7 separate regions of the Mus musculus genome follow, and regions 1, 2, 3, 4, 6 and 7 are each linked to region 5. Evidence: chromatin contacts called from public Hi-C and promoter capture Hi-C data. All regions are on one chromosome and are shown on one strand. The core of a region is the stretch at or near the end of the contact, and the rest is flanking DNA. Distances in the headings are between cores, read along the strand shown. Region 1 has its middle 17 kb from the start of Elk4. Region 2 holds the start of Nucks1 (nuclear casein kinase and cyclin-dependent kinase substrate 1). Region 3 holds the start of Kdm5b (lysine (K)-specific demethylase 5B). Region 4 holds the start of Ube2t (ubiquitin-conjugating enzyme E2T). Region 5 holds the start of Ppp1r15b (protein phosphatase 1, regulatory subunit 15B). Region 6 holds the start of Rabif (RAB interacting factor). Region 7 holds the start of Adipor1 (adiponectin receptor 1).

Region 1 (2,700 bases), core at 20-2,519, 1.1 Mb after region 5:
TGTGCCCCCTGGAAGAGCAGTGGGTGATTTTAACCCCTTGGCCCTCTCTTCAGTCCTCCTGGGCAAGTAGCTTTCCTGCTGCATGAAGGGCTGAGTGGACGTCCACACTGTCAACTGAGGCGCTCGCAGTGTTCACAGCTTATTAAGCAGAATCTTGAGGAAGCTTTAAACTTGTATCTTAGTTTGGGTTTTGTTGCTCTGAAAAGATATCATGACCATGACAGCTTTTTTTTTTTTTTTTTTTTTTTTCCCGAGACAGGGTTTCTCTGTGTAGCCCTGGCTGACCTGGAACTCACTTTGTAGACCAGGCTGGCCTCGAACTCAGAAACCCGCCTGCCTCTCCCTCCCGAGTGCTGGGATTAAAGACGTGCACCACCATGCCCAGCTCCATGACATAACTCATAAAACACTTAATTGGGGCTGGCTTATAGTTCCAAAGGTTCAGTCCATTATCATCATGACAGAAAGCATGGCAGTGTGCAAGCAGATAGACATGGCGCTGGAGGAGCCAAGAGTTCTACATCTTGATCCCAAGGCAGCAGAAGGAGACTGTCTTCAGCACACAGCCAGGAGGAGGGTCTGCTCCGCACTAGGCAGAGCTTGAGCACTAGGAGACCTCAAAGCTCCGCAGTGACAACCTACTTCTCCTAATAGTACCAAGCACACAAACGCATGAGTCTATGAGGGCCAAACCTATTCATAGGACCACAACTTGGTTTTGTTTTTGTTTTTTGAGACAAGGTTTCTTTGTGCAACCCTGGCTGTCCTGGAACTTGCTCTGTAGACCAGGCTGGCCTGGAACTCAGAGATTTGCCTGCCTCTGCCTCTCAAGTGCTTGGGATCAAAGGCATTCGCCACCAATAGCAGCAGGCTCAATTCCTAATTTCTACCCATATCAGGGTGCACAGATGATTGGAATTCTCACAGAGCAAGAACGGCATCTTATGCTGCCCATTTTAGAGCCCACCAGGTTCTCAGAGAGCAGCGATGGCTGGTGGATGGCACTGTGGTCAAACAGGGGGACCTTTTTAAAGGTCCTGTCCACTTATTTAAAAAAAAAAAAACTACCTTCTAATTTTTAAATATTAGCTCTACAGAAAAGGTGTAATATGTTACAGATCTGCTGGAAGCTTGCACTGACCCAGACCTCTCTATCCTCCTGCTTCTACCTCCCAAGTACTAGGATTTTAGGCACGTGCCTTATGCATGACTTGTGGAACCTCTAACCCCATTCAGGATTTTACCCTCATGACTCTTCATGGCTGTGTCGCCTAAGGCCCACCTCCAGTGTACTGGCCTAGGTTTCAACATATCTTCCTGAGCCATCCACACTAGTCAGATGTCACTGCAATCAAATACCAAGAAATGTGTAGCCTGTAGTTTGTGGGATAGCCTTCCCAGAGTCCAGCTGCCTCCACAAACAGGAAGTTGACACTGACCAGGCCAAGGATCACAGAGGAAGTGATAACTGATTTAATTAAAGACTGAAATTCGTGGGGGCTGTAAATTTGCTAAAGTCTATAAAGATGAAGCTGAGCCGAACAACACCGCTTATACACATACGTGGGCATCTGCACAAGGCCTACTTCCAGCAAGAGCACAATGAGGTCAAGCAGTATGTTCCAGGTCATATCAGGCTCCCTCTAAATACACAGAGCGATTTGGTAACAGTATTGGATGTCTGAAAGTCGCAGCTCCAAACAGCTCTCAGCCAACAGTGACCAAACTGCCAGGCTACTGTAATCAACCCTCACCCTGGAAAACAAGAGCTTTTCCCACAGTGGTGAAGGGGGTAACTGGAGACTCTGAAGAGAGGGCTAGAGGGCCAAAAAGACGGGGAGTATATGGAAGATGAGACATCACACACCCAGCAAGGCCCTTCTATGCTTCCCCAAGTCGCTCTGCCCCGTTTGAAACAGGTAGGCCCAACACCCGCAGTCAAAGGAAGCTATGTCAGTCTGGACTTTCCTCCTCCATCCACAAGAATCACTCACTGACTGCCTGACACATCTCTGCAGTAGAGGTATCTCAGCTTCTTCCTCCCCGTCTCCATGAAATGCACCAGCTGGGCCCAGGCCTACAAGTCACAGCAAGGGCCAGTTGGCTCATGTATGAGACCACATCCTACCTGCTTTCCACAGCCCCCTGCCTTCTTCTTCGCTACCCCTTTAGTGCCTTTCCTATTTCTCAGTAAGTTGGGAGTAAGTGCATGTTGTATGAGAAATGTAGTTCAAATCTGCAGAAGACCTTAGTCCCAGTTATTCAGAACTTGTGTTGAAATACTACTCTGTGCCTAAGCTTCCTGCTCCCTAAGGATTCATCCTTTGTAAACCCAGCTGAGAAGGGAGGTCCCCCGAGAGAAGATAATTATTGGCTCTAGGGATCAGGTTCTGAGCTGATGGTCGACCAAGGCAATAACTGAAAGACCAATGATTCTTTTCTTTCTCACGCTACCCTTTACACACACACACACACACACACACACACACACACACACACACACACACACACACACACATACACACACACACACACACACACACCAGCACATGCACTCAGGGCCTCTGGGCCAGGTCTCAGTTCTGTGTCAGTATGGGAAAAATAAGGTTGATGAAATACATGTGTAAATGAAAGTTATCATCTGAACTTGAAACAGAAGTTATGCTATATTTATGTTTAATAAAAGGTTTTTAAGGGCTA
Region 2 (2,700 bases), core at 102-2,601, 1.2 Mb after region 5:
CCGTTGCCAGATCCAAACCTCTCCTTGGTATTGGGATACTTTCGATACCAAAACTTGAAATGAATTCATAACTGTAAAAATAGTTAAGAACTAAAGGCAATGGGGCCAGGTAAAGCTCCTTTACAAGTAACATCTATTGACTTTGGTCTCGGTCTCTGTCCCTCTGTCTCTCAGGCCTTAATAGATTGGACTAAACCACACCCTCCACCCAAGCCACATTCTATACAACAGCTCTGGAGGGCATTAAAGGGGAGCCCACCGAGTGAGGGGAAACCGAAAACTTCTTGAAGCCATGTGAATAAAAGTCTGATCGCTAGTGGATCGTAGTCCATTTACGATTAACGTCACACGGGGAAAGAGAGGGTTACAGAAGTAGCAAGAGACGCGTACTGCGGGGTGAGGGGGAACGAGAACCACACGGGATTTGGGTTAACAAGCACGTCCCTGGAGGAAGGGCATTTGTCTGCAAGCGGTGGAAAGAGAAAACTTGGGGTTAATGCGTTCAGAACTCCCAAGTGGGGAGAGGCTGTGGCCCTTATTTTACGGGGCTCAGTGTCAAAACTCACTTTTGCCCCAAGGGGAAAGGAAAACGTGGGTTCCGCCCAGGCCGGGCTAGGAGGCGGGGCCTGCCGCGACCCCGAGAATGGAGGCGGGGCCGGGCGGCGGGGCACAAGCAACTCGCTCGCCAAAACGCTAAGCCGGCGAGCCTCTGGAGGACCGAGTCCTCCGTGTTCGCACCCGGGTCGGCCGTAGGCTCCAACAGGGCCCAGGGGTGCGGCCTATGGTGTGCCTGGTGCGCGCCAAGCCCACGCCAGGGCCATGGCGGAGGTGGGGGCGGCCGCGGAGCCGACCCGGACCCTGCGGGGTGGAGGCGACGCGCCCGTGCGCGCCGCCGCCATCCTGCGCGCCGCCGAGCACCCACGCGCAAGGGCGCGCGCGGCCCCCGACAGAAGGCCGCGCGTGGTAGTCAGGAGCACGACTCCAGGCCCGTTGCCCAGGTCCTTCGCCACTCACCCCAGCCCGTTCGGCCCGCCCCGGGCCTTGGACTCCGCACTGACCTGACAGGCCGAGACATGTTCGCTGTCGAGGCGCGACCAAGTCGAGGAGCCGAGGACCAGGACCCCCCTCCCCGCGCACTCGGCGCCCCACCCCCCCGCTCCGGCCGGCGGGGCCGCTGCTGCCGAGCCCCGGGCTGCTGGCTTCTCAAGAGTCGGCGGCTGCTGGTTTGAGGTCCCTGGATCTGACGAGCCCCCCGCTCCCCCGTCTCTTCAAAATGGATGAATCAAACCAGCCGAAAATGCGCCAAAGCCGCGGTGCAACCAAACCCCGTAGGGTTTGTGCGCTCCGCCCCAGCACGCCCGCTCATTGGTGACTCCTGTCAGATGCGCCCTAGTCATTAGTCCATTTGAATCATCACGCCTCCCAGCCCCGCCCCACTCCCGGATAGGCCCCGCCTCCTCCATGGGGTCCTGTTAGTCAAGATGCGCTGAGAGCGCACGGCCGCAAAACAAAAATGGTCGCCGATTGCCCGCCCCCTGTCTTCCACGCCAGAGCTGCAGATTCGGCTTGGGTTATATCTTGGACCCCCTGCCAAATAACCTGATTTATATAGAGTTCTCTGTGGACTAGGTGGTTCTGTAATGGATTTAATTTCTCCTGACTTGATTATTTTGCAAATCAGCTAATTGCAAGACTCATGGGATAGGCAGCAGATTCGTCACTTAAGAATTGGAGGGAAATTACTTAGGTTCAAAAATTTGACCTTAATCTTAGAAATCCTGTACTCTGACTTCAGCGTTAACCTCCCAGGGCTCAGTCACGCTGCTGAAGTAGAGAGTTGGGTTCACAAGGAATATCTTCTACCCAATCTGATCTTTGAGAGCTACTTAACACTCATTAAAACCTCAATTTCTGATATTAGCATTTCAAAGAGAAAGAGGTGATTAATGGTTAAGAGGGAGACTGGTGACAAAACGCTTGCTTCAAAATTCTAAGTCCACCACTTAGTACTTAACTAGGTTTCCTCTGTGCACCTCAGTTTTATGATGAGTAGAGTAGGATACAAGGCTACCTTATTACTAGAACTAAACAAGGTGCTATGTTGAAAGGCCTTTAGTCTGGGCTTAAGTGTTAGGTTCCGTTTTTAATAGAAGATAAAATTAGTTCGGGGGGGGGGGGCAGGGAGGCTGGAGAGATGGCTCAGTGGTTAAGAGCACTGACTGCTCTTCCAGAGGTCCCGGAGTTCAAATCCCAGCAACCACCTGGTGGCTTACAACCATTTGTAATGAGATCTGATGCCCTCTTCTGGTGTGTCTGAAGACAGCTACAGTGTACTCATATATAATAAATAAATAAATCTTAAAAAAAAAAAAGTAGTTCGAGTTGCCTCAAGACTGAATGCCTAAATCAGAAGTAGAGCACAGTATCTTTGTATTAATATCTAGGATTTACTTCCTGTTATAGTTTGGATTCCATGTTCCCTAGGGACCCATATGCCAAAGATTTAAGAGGCAGGACCTGGTAGAAGTTAGGACATTAGGAGTGAGCACTTTAACATGATGTGGGAACCTTGACTTGACCACCCTCTGTCTTTCTTGCTTGCAGCCTGTAAACACAATGTCATCTGTTTCACTTTGCTGAAATGCTTTTCACCATGATGCTCTTGCTCTCTACAGACACAAAGCCCTAGGACCAAGCAGC
Region 3 (2,700 bases), core at 18-2,517, 1.4 Mb before region 5:
GACATCTCCCCTACAAGCACAGCCTCTCCACCTCAGCCCCAGCCAGGCCTCCCCCCCCCCCCCGCGCCGGGAGCAAAGCAGTCCGGCCCCAAGTCCGTGTGGGAGCGTCCGCCAGGACCTGCGAGCATCAGGGCCCCCGCCGCTTGGCCTGCCCCCACCATCCTCAAAGTGTCGTCCCCCCACCCCGACCCTTGCACCCCCACCACCACTCAACCAGCCGCTCCAGACCGGCCCAGCGGCTCCTCCCCTCCCCCAGTAGCGCCGGCCGCCCCCTGGCCCAGCTCGCCCTGGGGACTCCCAGAGGCCGAGGGACCAGGTGGTGGTGGGGGACCCGGGTCCGGAGGGTGGGGCGCTCAGGTGAGGGCAGCTTCGGGCCGACGCCGCCACCACACAAAGGACCAGGGGCTCCCGCCGCCATATTGAAAACTTTCCTCCTCACACGACAACTCGCAAGTCCCCCACCCCCACCCATCACACACCCCCGCACCCCGAGAAGGAGGCGAGGACCAGCCACGGAGCCGTGCGGGCCCAGAGCCCTGCCTCCGCGCCCGCGTCTCAGCCGGGCTCGGGAGGACTCCCCAGCGACCACCCCGGCGGCTGCCAACCACTCCAGCCCGCACCGCTGCCGGGCGGTGCAGCGCACCAGCCCCCGGAGCCGCACCGACCTAGCCCCCTCCGGCCGCCCCGCCGGAGCCCGCGGTCCTCACGGCCCACATCCCACCCGGGACGGGGGCCCCCGCGCCTTCCTCCCACCGCCGCATCTCCGACCCTCGGAGCCACCCCAAACTTGACCGGGCCCGCGGGACGACCGCTCCCCGCCCCCGCGCCTCCGGCCTCCCGGGCCGCGCGTCCTCGCTCCCTCCCCCAGCCGCGAGCAGGATCCGGGGTGCTGGCTGACTCACCGGCGGCGGCCGCACCTTACAGATCCCAGTCTGCTCGGCTATGGGCCGGATCTTGTGGATGAAAGCGAAGGGGTCCGCGAACTCTTCCCAGCTCGGCTCGAAGACCGGACACTCGGGGGGAGGCAGGAACTCTCCCAGCGGGCCCGGGCCCCCGAGGGGCAGCGCCGGGCGCGGGCCTGGGGGCAGCGTGGTGGCCGGCTCCATCACCGCGACCTGGGCAGGGGCGAGCACAGGGCAGGCTCCGCAACCGCGGCAGCGAGCTCCGCTCCGTCCGAAACCCGTGCAGACGCACAGCTCGGGCGACAGGTCCGACTTCTACTAGCAACGGCAACACCTAGGGCTTTTTCAGCCTTCCTCCGACGACGTCTTGCCGCTACCCCACGCAGTGCTCCTCCGCCGCCACGGCGAGGAAAAAAGTCCCTGCTGCCACCCCGAGCCAGGTCTCGCCCCGCCCCCTAGCCGGGAGGGGCAGGGGCCTTCCGCCTGGGATGTTTATCCTTAATGCTTCAGTTAACCTCTGAAGTTTCAGAATTCTTCCTCTCAAGAAGTTAACAGTCTAGTAGGGAGAACAGAGTTACAATCCATCAATCACGTCATATATTTTGGCACGAAAGATTTGCTTAGTAAAACCCGAGAAGCAGAGTACTGAAATTGGAGGATTCTCCAGGTAGAGAAAACACCTTGAACACAAGGAGCAGCAAGGACAGACACATAGAGTAATGAGGAGAGCAATAACTCTTCGAGCACTTGCTTATCCTAGACACTGTGTAAAGTGCAAGTGCTTTTCGGGATTGTTTAGTCTGTGAGGGGATTAAGCATTTGACCAAATCCAACAGTTCAGTCTATTTACTGGAAAGTAGGGTTGTTGCACAGAAATCTACACATATACAAGGTTGGACTTGAGCAAAAGCATCTTGAAATAATCCAATCAAGGAATGATGGGGCCTAAATAAATTCAGCAGCGCTATAGGTTAAAGTGAAATTGTAGGAAATAAAAGTTAGACTAGGACGGGACCAGAAGAATAGCGTACTAAGGGTCTGACAGATGGCATCCCTGGGACAAGCATCCATGAGCATGTTCTAGGGAAGATGTATTCACCCCTGAACAGGCTGAGCCTGAGATGTCTCTGCTACAAAGATTTTCAACAGGCTAAAAGGTACAACAGGTCTGAAGGAAAGAAAGAGATCAGAGTGTTTCAGAGGAAGCAATGGAAGAGCTGAGAGGTTAAGTAACCATGAAATCCAAAGATGGGGGATGGCCCCAGAAAAAGTCAGGTCATAAGTAGAACTTGAACACAAACATAATTTCTTTTTTTTTTTTTTTGTTTTGTTTTTTCGAGACAGGGTTTCTCTGTATAGTCTTGGCTGTCCTGGAACTCACTTTGTAGACCAGGCTGGCCTCGAACTCAGAGATCCACCTGCCTCTGCCTCCCAAGTGCTGGGATTAAAGGCGTGTGCCACCACCGCCCGGCGATTTCTTTAATCTAGAAAGCAACCAAACTCGTGGAAAGACTGCCTGCCACTGTATAAGGAAGGATCAGTGGCTCCACAGCCCTCCCTTCAGAATAGACCATCACTCAGCCTCTGGGTTTAGATTTTAATAGGACTAATGTGACCTAGGCTGGCCTGGAACTCTCTACATAGCCAAAGATGACTCTGATCTCCTGATCATCCTCCTGCCTCTACCTCTTAAACGCTGGGATTACAGATATATCCTATCACACAGAGACCATGGTTCTTCAGCTTAAAAATGGAAAGAGTTAGAAGTTAGATGTGGTGGCGCACACCTTTAATCCTA
Region 4 (2,700 bases), core at 180-2,679, 1.8 Mb before region 5:
CAGGCTGACCTCAAACTTAAAGATTTGCTCGCCTCTGCTGGGATTTAAGCCATGTGCTCAGCCTCTATCGTTTTAAGCCTAATGAAGCCTTGTTATTGGGGGTGGGGTGAGGGAAGCATTGTGTGTGTTGGGTGGGGGGGCAGTATTTGGCTTACACTTCTACATCACAGTATACTGCTGAAGGAAGAAGGCAGGCCAGGAACTTAAACAGGACAGGAACCTGGAGGCAGGAGCTGATGCAGAGGCCACAGAGGGCTGCTGCTTACTGACTTTCTCCCCATGACTTGTTCAGCCAAAGCATTGCTATTTTATACAGAAATCTGAAGGACTATTTTCAGTAAAACGAAACAAAACTCTTGTAAATACAGGGGACTAGAAAAACAGTTCAGCGGGTTAAAGCCCTTGCTGCACAGGCCTGACAACTTGATTCAATCCCAGCAATCCACAGTAGGAGAGAACGCTCTCCTCAAAGTTGTCTTTGGGCAATCAATTACAATAAAACTACCTACAACTGTAAACTGTATCTTTATATAAAATAAGAACATAGTGGAAAGGCATGCTAATCAAATTAGAACGAGGGGGAAAAAGGCAGTTTCTCTCAAAGAAGCCATGAGACTATGATAACAATTGGTATATACAAAGTCTTCTCGGGTGAGAGATGGCTTAGCTGTTAAGAGCACTGGCAGCTCTTCCAGAGGACCCAGATTCAATTCCCAACATCCATCTGACATCTCATAACTAACACCGTCCTGTGCCTCCGAGGGCACCAGGCATACCCGTGGTGTGTATACATACATGCAGACAAACACTCATATACAAGAAAAGTAAATAAAAAATTAAAAAGTCCTTTGGTATAAAAGCCATGTGTTATCATGTATTTTATGAATATAAAGGGTTTTCACAGAGCCGGGGCTTGGGGGCATAGACACTGGAGGCGCCTAGGTAGAAGTCAGTTCCAGGTCAGCCTGGGCTACAGCGACACCTGTCTCACAAACAAAACGAAACCCTCAACCAAACAACCATAACAGAGTTCCTTACACTACGGCTTCAAAAGATATTTTCCTTTTAATTTTTTTTAAACCGGCGTTGTTAGCCTCTTTTCCAGTAACCACTCCCCGCAAACGTAAGCTTTTTACAACTGCACTGACTCTTCGTAAAATTCTTTGTGTCCCAGGCCTGAGGTAAATAAATAATCAATGCACAGAACCTGGGTAGGTGGCAGATGCTGGAGGTAGCCTTGGCGCGCCCAGGGCGGTTCGCTCTCCCCGCCGTGTTCCTCCCAGGGCCGCTCGGGTAGAAACGGGACTCCTTCCCCAGACTCTCCGTGACCTCGGGCTCGTTCCCTCAGGTGGCACTCGCAGCACCCGTCAGCAGCCCCACTTACCGCGGCGCGCCTCTGCTGTGCTCACGCGGAACCGCGGAGACCGTTGGAATGACTCCACCCCCTTCCAGGAGAGGACTGTGATTGGTCCGCAGCAAACCTGGGGGAGGCGCGCGCCCGCCTATTGGCCACCGCTCAGAGCTTGCGTCCGCTCACGCACCGCTCAAATTGGCGCGCGCACGCGTATCCGGAATTCTCAGTTCCCGCTGTGGTCTTGTTTGTAAATCGACTGTGAGCTGGGAAGGCTGGGAAGTCATCTACAGGAGAGGAAAAAAAAAAGGCAACTGGACACGCTTAATCTGGAGAAGTGACTGCTGAGTAGCTGCCTTTATATCTTTGTTGTGGTTCTGTGGAACGGGGTCTCGCGATGCAACCCTTGCTTAGCTTGGAATTTGCTATGTAGCTCAGGCTAGCCTGAGACTCCTGGCACTCCTACGCAGCTTCCCAATGGCTACCAGGTCACCCAGGCTTTAAGCAATGACAGGGGAAACTTTACAACTTCATTTAAGATCAGTAGTCTAAAGATACAAGTTAGCCGAGCACGGTCGCGCAGGCATGTTGAAATAAAAAGGTGAGAATTTGAGACCAGCCTTGGGTACATAGATTTCCTCCAGATGAAAAAAGATTTTTTTTTTTAATTTATAATTCTGGTGAACAAAGCATTCCATCAGGACTCTGAAGAGTAAAGTGGATGGAGTAAATTTCTCCACCACTGGAAATGTTCATATGGAAGCTTCAACCTGTTAGGGGTTAACGCAAGAGATCCTCTGCACTGTGAGGAAGTTAAGGATTTCCCCCTCCCTCTCCCTGAAAACAAGCCCGCTCTTCCTACATACTGTGCCAGCCTTTGATCCCTTTGAGTCACACACCAACCACGGAATAAATGACTTTCAAGCGCTCTTCCACCTCTAGAAAGGTATTTTCTAAGCAACCAAGTGCATGATTATAGCCAAGTCAGCTTTGAGGGCACAGCTGCGAGTGCCAAAAGTGGGTAGTCCTTGGGAGAGAAAGGAAAGCTTAAGACCTGAGACTCAGCAGAACTGGAATTGGTTTCAACTCTGGGAACCCTGGGGGTGGGACCAGAAATCAATCAAGGAATCACCTTTCTCTTTCACTGCTCCTAGCTTTTTGTACAGCTCCATAGCATAGACCTAGCAGTCGGTCTTTCTGAACTTCGAAGCTAATATAATTTTGGCTACCGCGGTGATGTCTGCATTTAGTCCAAACTGATGTTAAGCTACAGCTGGTTCCTCATGGAGGTTTTTATGGTGTGTTTTGTCTTCTGGAGACCCTCAGACTCATTAGGACTCTGACTGACT
Region 5 (2,700 bases), core at 91-2,590:
ATAGCAGCTCTCTGGGGTTAGTGTTCGGAAACCCACAAACTGGCCACCTCCAGCGCTGCTCTGACAGCGCAGCCCTAACTGGGGAAGGTAGTCCAGGTAGGAAGGGTTCAGGAGATAGGAAACTACCTTGAAATTACCTAAGCTCTGAACGCTCAGAGGCCCAGAGGATGAAGAGTCAAGTTCTCGGTGGGAGACTAGACCAGCTTGAAGGCTACTGGGCAGCAACTCCACTCCCCACAGCTGCTGCTCCAGGAGGAAAGTGGGCGCTGCAGAGTCTAAAGCTCTTTCCTGGGCCTTGAGTTTTAACTCCAGGTCTGAGGACGAGCACTGCCACTGGAGTCCCTCCTCTAGCCAATCAAGAGAACTGACAACCAAGTCTTCCGAAGAGTCCAGCCGCAGTGAACTCAGAGACTTCTGCACCGTGGGAGCGGCAGATTCCTCCCGTCCTCTCAAAGCTCTCAGGGCGCTGTAACTTGCGGCAAAATCTAGCCATCTGGTAGGAATCAGGCCCCCGAAAAGCTGGCTCCAAAGCAGCAGCTTCTGGAATAGGCTAGGGAGCAGGGCAAGGAGCTGAGAAAGCAATTTGGTCCAGTACCTGGTCCGACGCTCGGGCAGAGCGGAGTTCCCGGGATTTTGTCGAGAGGAAGGCGGCGGGAACTCCGAAGAGCAGGCGTGCGATCGCCGAAGGAAGGGCAGCCGGAACCAGGAGCCCAGCCGAGGGCCAGGCCGCTTCCGGGCCCTGTGCGTTCCTGTCTCCATCTCCTTTCCTTGGCGGCTTCTCAGACAGGAGGAGGACAGAGCTCAGCGGCGTCAGCGCAGGCTGGATCCGAGGTCTACACAGTCTCCGCCTTGCCCAGCCACGGAGTGGGTACTGCAGTCCGATTCCCGCGCCGGCAGAGGAGGCCCAGAGAGCGGCGGCTTCCGCAACGAGTGCTGCACCGGACGGCCCAGAGGCCCGCGCAAGCGGTGGCGACCGCGGTTAGGTCCATCCCGGCTAGGGAAGGAGACGTCCTAGGCCGTGTGAGATCGCTCCACCATAGAGAAGACCCTCCCTCGCGCGGCGGCGACGGAGACGACGGCGGCGTTTCCGGTGGCCCGCACGGAGGCGCGAAACGCCAAGGCGGAAAGGGTGGCTGGGTGGCAGGCGAGGGCGCAAAGAAGCGAAGCTCAAAATGGCCGCAGCCGCACACCCGGAAGCTGCAGGGCGAGACGGAGGACCGAGGGCGTCTACTCCCTACCGCCCAGCGGCGCCTCACGTCATTCGCCGAACCCCCACCCTTGCCTCCCGAGAGGCGGACTTGCCTCACCCTCGTGCGTGGCCTCTGATTGGCCGCGTCTGTGGTCCCTGTCGGCTTCCTTACTCGGGGTAGAGCGGGGCTCGCACGCGGCGAGTTGCATCAGCCGGACCTAGGATGTACGCTTGCGCAGTCAGTTCATTCTGGTCTCCTAGGAGACTCCGCGCCCCACCCTCTAGGTCAAAGGGAATGGCTGGGGAGGTGAGTGGGTTTCAAGAGAACCCGAGAATTCTCCCGAGCCCTTTTTTATGGATCCGATTGCTAGGCAAATTATCCGCTTATCTGACACGTGTATCGGTCTTCTCCTATTAAGGGCGTAGGAAGACTGGAGTGAAACGATGTAGGCAGTGCTGTATAACCAACTCGCCTGGTGCTAAGACACACATCATCCCTAGTGAATCATAGTGAAACTGAATCACTCACACATTCCTGTCCCCTCTGCTTTAGGATTTCTAAGTCTCTAGCATTGCCTGTGATCTAATTTGGACATCTTTCAGGGTCCATTTGACAAAATACCCCTCAGAAAGAAAAACGCGGTGTTACTAGCAAGCTGAAGTCACAGGTGGGAAGATAACTGTTAACTAACTCAGAAACAGCGCGTTCAATTCACTTATTTCCTCAGTAACAAGAGCCACAGAGTAGAGCATCCGGCGAAGGATAACACATTGGTGACTTTTGTCCTCTGAAAAATATTGGCTGATTAATTTTAATTACTGTAATAAGGGGAGGATTTTGTTTGTTTGAAACAGATTTTACTATGAAGCTCAGGCTGGCCTCAAACTAACCACAATCTTTCTGCCTCGGCCTTCCAACCAAGTACTGGCTGATTTATCTCTTACTAGTTTGGTTTCTTTCTTCCTTTTTTATTTTTATTTTTTTCTTTTCTTACTTATCTATTTATTTGTTTATTTGAGGCCGGGTCTCTCTACAGAGCCCTGACTGTTTGGAACTGGCGATGTAGACCAGGCTGGCCTTGAACTTATTAGTTCTGTCTCTTCCTCTCCAGCAAAGAGATTAAAGGCATGCACCACCATGCCTGGTCTTTAGTTCACTTTCTTATTCTCATTTTAATCCACAATGCAAAGACCAAGTGGCTATCACAGAGCGTAGTGGTTACACTAAGGAGGAGAATCTTGCTGCCCTGGGGGAGGGTCAGCTGATCCTCATGACTTGTTGAGCAAGGAACAAGCTCTTTCTTCCCTGAAACCAAGAGTTTTTACTGTTTACGCCCCCACAACATCTTATTACTTGTGTCTGGCAGTAACTGGTTTCTTAATCCTAAAAGCTTTAGGAAAACGTAATTAGCAATGAGTCGTTTTTTTCATAGTAGCAGGAGGTCCGAGTATGCAAATAAGTTACTTCGGGCTTCAGTTCCTTTTGGGGTGAAGCCGAGAGGATCATCTAA
Region 6 (2,700 bases), core at 148-2,647, 1.4 Mb before region 5:
ACGGACTTCCACCCACTCCACAGACAAGGCCATCAGAACACGCTCTTGCAGCAGACACTGCTGTATGTGACTCTCCACCACTTGAAAGAACAGTGGCTTCTTACAAACCATTTATAATGAGGGTCTGAAAGCAATTTAGTTTGTACTATCCAATAGGATCGCATGTTACACTTAAAAAAAAGGGCTCAGAAACTTTTTTTTTCTTTCAGTTTTCTCATTGGGGTGATGGTGGTTTAAGACACTTATTTTAAAACCCTACCATACGCGGCTCATACCTTTAATCCCTAGCAGTGGGGAGTCCAGGTGGACCTCTTAAGTTAGAGGCCAGCTGGGTCTACAGAGCAAGTTCCAAGCCAGCCAAGGCTACATAGGGAGACCCTGTCAAACAAACAAACAACTTAAACACACATACACACACACACACACACACACACACACACACACACACACACACACACACGGGGGTGGGGGACCCTTAGGATTCAGATTCCAGATTACCTCTTATCATCAGGAGTGTGCTTTCTCTTTCACTTTAATTAAAATTTAACTTTATAAACCTTTCACACACACACACACACACACACACACACAAAATCCTACATGAAAAAGTCCTAACTGCAAGAAAAGAATGGTTAACCTTCGAAATCTATTCGAAATGCCTCGTCCTGGGAATTGTATCTCGGGGGACTTAGAAAAGTTGGGTACTAGCAGTCACTCGGTGTGAATTCTCTCCACCAAACTTGATCCTGGAGCTCCTCTGGGGAGAAGCAAATGAGACAAGTAGGGACTGAAAGATGGATAAAAGCTATGGTGGGAAGGAAATCCAGTGATTCTTAGGTGCCCTGGGGCGACACCGAGTGGTGGCTGGAGATACACCTGCGGGGTACAGCAGGTTAGCCAGAGCTCCAGGAAACAGGGGGCTAGGGTTCGTCCCTTAGCTCGCGCAGGATACCCAAAGCCTGGGGGCGGGTGGGCCGCCTAGGACAGGCACACCCTCTGAGGGAGTACTCTGCGAGAGAGAACAGTTTAGGGGACCAGGCAACTGTGCCTCGACACGAGGGTCCCAGTCCCCAACCAAGCCAGTGGGCGGGGCCTCACGACGCGGGGAGGGGCAAAGACGCGCAAGGAAGGGCGCGGTCTCCGGAAACCTGGGAACCAGGAGCAACCCGGAGCCGCTGGGTCGCTCAGGACAGCGCGACTCTAAGCAGCATCAAGCACTTTCCTACCTGCCGGCGAGAGAAAAGAGCAGTCCCTGGCTGCAGCACCCGAGAGCCACAACGCTGGCACAGCACCGCCTTCCGGTTCCGGCCCTCGGCTGACACGAGCTCGTTCTGCAGCTCGCAGGGTTCCATCGCCGTGCCGCCACACCATCAGCCACAACGGCGCACGCGCGATCTGAGCTGGCTCACCCGGAACTACGCTGGCGCAGGTCCCTGGGGGCGCCCCGCCCGTGCCTCTCGCTGTACCTCTGCGCAGGCGTCTGAACTCTATTGCGCAGGCGCCTTTCTCTATTGCCGGACGGAAGTGTCAGGAGTTACTTGTGACAATCCTTTTTCACTATACCTGGTCTCCCAGGCGCCCTTAATATTGGCCTAAGCAAATCACTATGGCTAGCCTTACCACTAACTCTTGGGATATTTCCCTTGCCTCATGAGTAGATGGCGATAATTCGGGTCAGGTCACACCTCAGCAAGATTTAGATACAAAACAATTGCTTTCTATGTAAGAAGTATGTATAATGCTTAGTACATTTAGTGTTGCGAAAAGTGTGATAATATTAAGCCTAGACTAATAGTGGCCATTTATTAGGTAGCAAAGCGTTGCTTATAGTAATTTTGAAAACGTCATTTCCTTAGAGGGTATGCCCTCGGGCATAATACAGGAAGAAGGCTAAGGTTTGCAATGTGTATAGGACATCAGAACGAGGGAATTAAGCCACCTTACTGTTCTAGAATGCAGTCTTGCTCCCCTGTTAGTCCCACATTACATGATGATGGACATTGTGTATGTGAGAATAGTAACCTGAGAAGGTCATAGACTCAAATATAATAGAACAATTTCAGAAATGGATTAGGAAACAGCTGTCTAGGATGTTGGGTCTTTTATCTCTGTATTTGTTTTTCAAGGCAGGGTTGCTCTGTGTAGCCCTGGTTGTTCTCAGACAGATCTGGCCACCTTAGCTGGGATTAAAGGCATGCACAACCACTGCACACCCACTTATTTATTTAAAGATATTTTTTATAAGTGTTTGGCTTACATGTAAGTGCATTGTGTTTGCGCCTGTGGAGACCAGAAGAGGGCACAAGATGTCTGGAACTGGAGTTACTGACTGTTGTAACCTTCCACATGGGTGCCAGGAACCCAGCCCAGATCCTCTGAAAGAACAGTCATCAGCTGGCACTCAACCATGACTCATCTCTCCAGGCCCCGTAGGTATCATTTTAATTAACCATTTGGTTGTCAGGAATGAAAGATTTTAGACACAGGGTACACTAGAAAAGGATCAAATTTAAAGCTGGGCAATGGTGGCACAGCCTTTAATCCCAGCACTTGGGAGGCAGAGGCAGGCAAATTTCTGAGTTCGAGGCCAGCCTGGTCTACAGAGTTAGTTCCAGGACAGCCAGGGCTACACAGAGAAACCCTGTCTTGAAAAAAACAAAAACAAAAACCAAACAAACAAAAAAAGGGATCAAACTTAAG
Region 7 (2,700 bases), core at 6-2,505, 1.3 Mb before region 5:
CACCAATGTCTAATACTTCACTAATAACACCAGCTTTTGAAGACTGACTTCTCAAAGACCTTTCACAAAAAATGGACACAAAAACTACTTCTGTAATAAAGAAATGCAGTGGCTGCAGGCCGGGAACCCTGACATTGCAATCCACTTAGCGCCATCCTATCTGACTGAGTTCCTGGCAGTGGACTGATGCTATAAACTCTCAGGAACTGCGACTGCACCATCACAGCCTGCCCTGCATTATCAAAAGGAAAAAAAAAAAAAGCAGTGAGCACATCCCAACATGGCTTTGGTTCTGCAAAGAACCACCTATTGCCATCTTCGTTTGATTTACCACACAACTTAACTGCTGGGTTTTCTGGTCTGTCTGCTAAAGACCCGAGGGAAATAATCAGATTATTATTATAGAAGATCCCATGGTCTCTTAGTGCTCCGCTGACATCTGAAACTATGTAAACTGAAATTTGTCCAGCTTCTTCAACTACGAACCGCCAGAAACTGACGGCGAGCCACTTTATTTTCTTAAAAGCAAGTGCGAGACTCAAATTCTCAAACAAACCAGCATCCATCAACCCTAGATTTCTGAGATGAAATCTGGCCCTTCCCAACACTTCGGCATCTTGTTTACATTCTAGTTGAGTAGTACCTTAGGCCTGTCGAGTCTCCATCAACTTCCCGACCGACCCTATCCAGGAGGGAGCCCCGTCACGTTTGACCTGCGGATCGCGGTGGTGGCCTTAGGGTTCCCGGCCACCCAGGGCCGGTGTTCCCGCACCCAACTCGCAGGCTCAACTCCGGGGGTCGCCAGCAGGGCTGGAACGCGGCCGTCTACCGCGCGGCTGCGGAGACAGCACTCGCGGACTGCCGGGCCCCGACGGCGGCGAGCAGCCCCCCGAACGGAGGCGGTGCGCGGTGGGAGGGGCCGGAAATGTTTACGGAGGACCTTTCGGAGGGCCGGGCGGTGAGCGACGATCCAGGGGCGGGCCACTCCCGTGCTGTCCCCTCCAGAGCCTGCAGGGCCCGCGCCCCGCCCACCCCCGGGACACTTACGGCCTGGCTGGCTGCCTCTGCTGGGGGCCGCGGGCCCGGGCGCTACATCCCGCGGCACTGGAGGCGGCCTGCGGCCGAGGGGCGCCCGATCCTCAGCGCCCTGCCCGCGCCGGAAGGGCCGCGCGACCGCACGGCGTCACCTCCGCAGCCGCGTCACCTTCCCGGCGCTACCTCACCCGCTCCGATCCAGGCATTCCTGCGCGTGCCAATCATCAGGGCGCGCTCAGGCTCGCCCCGCCCCGCCCCTGATCTGACCAATCGCTGGCTCTGGCTGTCCCAGCTTGGCCCTACACTGGCGGACTGCAAAAGCCTCTTCTCCCGGCCTACGACGGGCGCGTGTAGGGGAGTAGGGAGCTGGGAGTAGGGAGCTGGGAAGGCAATCTTAGTTTCCCACCCCACGGCCTCGCTTTTCAGCTCCGAAACACTTTTTTTTTCCTTCTCTTAGTACTGGGAATTGTACCTCTAGGCAAGCCACTATATCTCTAGTACAGAAACACTTTTTCCCCCCTTTTTCCAAGACACGGATTCTCCGTGTAGCCCTGGCTGTCCCGAATTCGCCCTGTAGATTCGCCTCCCTAGTGGCAGGATTAAACAACGCCAACCCACACTTTTATTTTTGTTTGAGAAAGGGTTTAATTGTGCAACCCAGGTGAGCCTTGTACTCGAGGCCATCCTATCTCAGCCTTTCAAATGCTAGGATTTCAAATGTGGGCTACCATACAGCTCCGAAACTATTTCTATATCCATTTTCCAAATCCCTCCCTCTCTTCTTCTGGTATGCTATGTATGGAACGACTACCATGAATCTATTCACTCAACTGATTTAACTTTTGGTTCCTGTTATTTATCAGAAAGGGAGAAGTTATTTCAAACAAGCCTAGCTTGACAATTTTCTGTGCCAGTCCATGTTCCCATGTGACCCAGAGGGCACATCTTAGAAGACAATATAGTGTGCTTCTCTGCCGGAACTGAACCACACAATATAGTATTTTGGGAGTGTTCATTTTCTTATACTCCAAAAAACGATGCACAGCTGTTACTGCTCTAAATGCAAGAAAAGGTGACCAAATGCTAGATGGATGCCCCAGGAGAGTGAAGTCAACTTTGTTCTGGTTAAAAGCATAGACTCTGGGTTCTTGTAGATCCAGTTTCCTTCCCAAGCCAGCCGATCTTTACACATTACTGAGTCCTTCCAAATCACTACTTAACCTTGAAAACGAAGGGAAATGATGCTACTTTCAGGTCTGTCAGGACTAAGGACATTTCAGGTGCTACTTTCAGGTCTGTCAGGACTAAGGCAGTGTCTGCATGATGCCTGGCAAATGGATAGAGTTTCATAACAACTAGCTATTGTTAATATATTACCTGGGGCTGGAGAGATGGCTCAGCAGTTAAGAACACCCACTGTTCTTCCAGAGGTCCAGAGTTCAATTCCCAGCCACCCACATGGTGGCTCATAACCATCTTAATTGGATCTAATGCCCTCTTCTGGTGTGTCTGAAGAGAGCAATGGTATACTCATATACATAAAATAAATAAATAAATCTTTAAAAAAAACAGTTGACTAGAAACCTATATTTTAATAAAAATAATAATAATAAATTACCTGCTGTACAAAACAAAATCTGGAAACTTTATTTTTCTTCAAGACAG

What was found. Promoter capture Hi-C pulls out the DNA fragments that hold promoters and counts their contacts. Hi-C and Micro-C count contacts between places; a contact is called where the count stands out from the background. Capture Hi-C pulls out chosen DNA fragments and counts their contacts.
Region 1: a contact with region 5 is called in a promoter capture Hi-C map of liver, with 6 times the contacts expected there. The contact joins the enhancer-like site here to the promoter of Ppp1r15b in region 5.
Region 2: a Hi-C map of B cells shows a contact between it and region 5, with 5 read pairs. The contact joins the promoter of Nucks1 here to the promoter of Ppp1r15b in region 5.
Region 3: a promoter capture Hi-C map of liver shows a contact between it and region 5, with 2.5 times the contacts expected there. The contact joins the promoter of Kdm5b here to the promoter of Ppp1r15b in region 5. A contact is called at or near these places in 1 of 39 promoter capture datasets (pre-B cells), 1 of 115 datasets of contacts at active chromatin or transcription factors (thymic regulatory T cells) and 1 of 9 other capture datasets (liver).
Region 4: a contact with region 5 is called in a promoter capture Hi-C map of pre-B cells, with 5 times the contacts expected there. The contact joins the promoter of Ube2t here to the promoter of Ppp1r15b in region 5. A contact is called at or near these places in 3 of 39 promoter capture datasets (hippocampal neurons, liver and pre-B cells).
Region 6: a Hi-C map of CD4 T cells shows a contact between it and region 5, with 3 times the contacts expected there. The contact joins the promoter of Rabif here to the promoter of Ppp1r15b in region 5. A contact is called at or near these places in 1 of 39 promoter capture datasets (cranial neural crest) and 1 of 484 Hi-C or Micro-C datasets (CD4 T cells).
Region 7: a promoter capture Hi-C map of liver shows a contact between it and region 5, with 4 times the contacts expected there. The contact joins the promoter of Adipor1 here to the promoter of Ppp1r15b in region 5. A contact is called at or near these places in 7 of 39 promoter capture datasets (the C10 cell line, the HPC-7 cell line, erythroid cells and 3 more), 1 of 484 Hi-C or Micro-C datasets (regulatory T cells), 3 of 115 datasets of contacts at active chromatin or transcription factors (astrocytes, bone marrow-derived dendritic cells and embryonic stem cells) and 1 of 9 other capture datasets (adipose tissue).

Annotation. Positions count from the first base shown.
Region 1 is chr1:131,989,285-131,991,984 of GRCm38.p6, reverse strand. No RefSeq gene overlaps it. Among named protein-coding and RNA genes, the nearest start is that of Elk4, 17 kb to the left of the region's middle. Within about 2 kb of position 1,269, at least 11 of the 459 cell types and tissues checked have an H3K27ac peak or open chromatin away from gene starts, as enhancers often do. A contact at or near this core is called in liver, where this site is marked.
Region 2 is chr1:131,909,109-131,911,808 of GRCm38.p6, reverse strand. Nucks1 (nuclear casein kinase and cyclin-dependent kinase substrate 1) reads right to left here and starts at 1,351. Exons shown (of 7, transcript NM_175294.3): 1 at 1,059-1,351. The coding sequence starts at 1,075.
Region 3 is chr1:134,558,745-134,561,444 of GRCm38.p6, reverse strand. It overlaps Kdm5b (lysine (K)-specific demethylase 5B), which reads right to left and starts at 1,267. Exons shown (of 27, transcript NM_152895.2): 1 at 903-1,267. The coding sequence starts at 1,106. It also overlaps a transcript of Mgat4e not described here.
Region 4 is chr1:134,961,294-134,963,993 of GRCm38.p6, reverse strand. It overlaps Ube2t (ubiquitin-conjugating enzyme E2T), which reads right to left and starts at 1,429. Exons shown (of 7, transcript NM_026024.3): 1 at 1,208-1,429.
Region 5 is chr1:133,129,806-133,132,505 of GRCm38.p6, reverse strand. It overlaps Ppp1r15b (protein phosphatase 1, regulatory subunit 15B), which reads right to left and starts at 1,340. Exons shown (of 2, transcript NM_133819.3): 1 at 1-1,340. The coding sequence starts at 759.
Region 6 is chr1:134,493,336-134,496,035 of GRCm38.p6, reverse strand. Rabif (RAB interacting factor) reads right to left here and starts at 1,397. Exons shown (of 2, transcript NM_145510.2): 1 at 1,227-1,397. The coding sequence starts at 1,352.
Region 7 is chr1:134,413,933-134,416,632 of GRCm38.p6, reverse strand. It overlaps Adipor1 (adiponectin receptor 1), which reads right to left and starts at 1,255. Exons shown (of 8, transcript NM_028320.4): 1 at 1,048-1,255.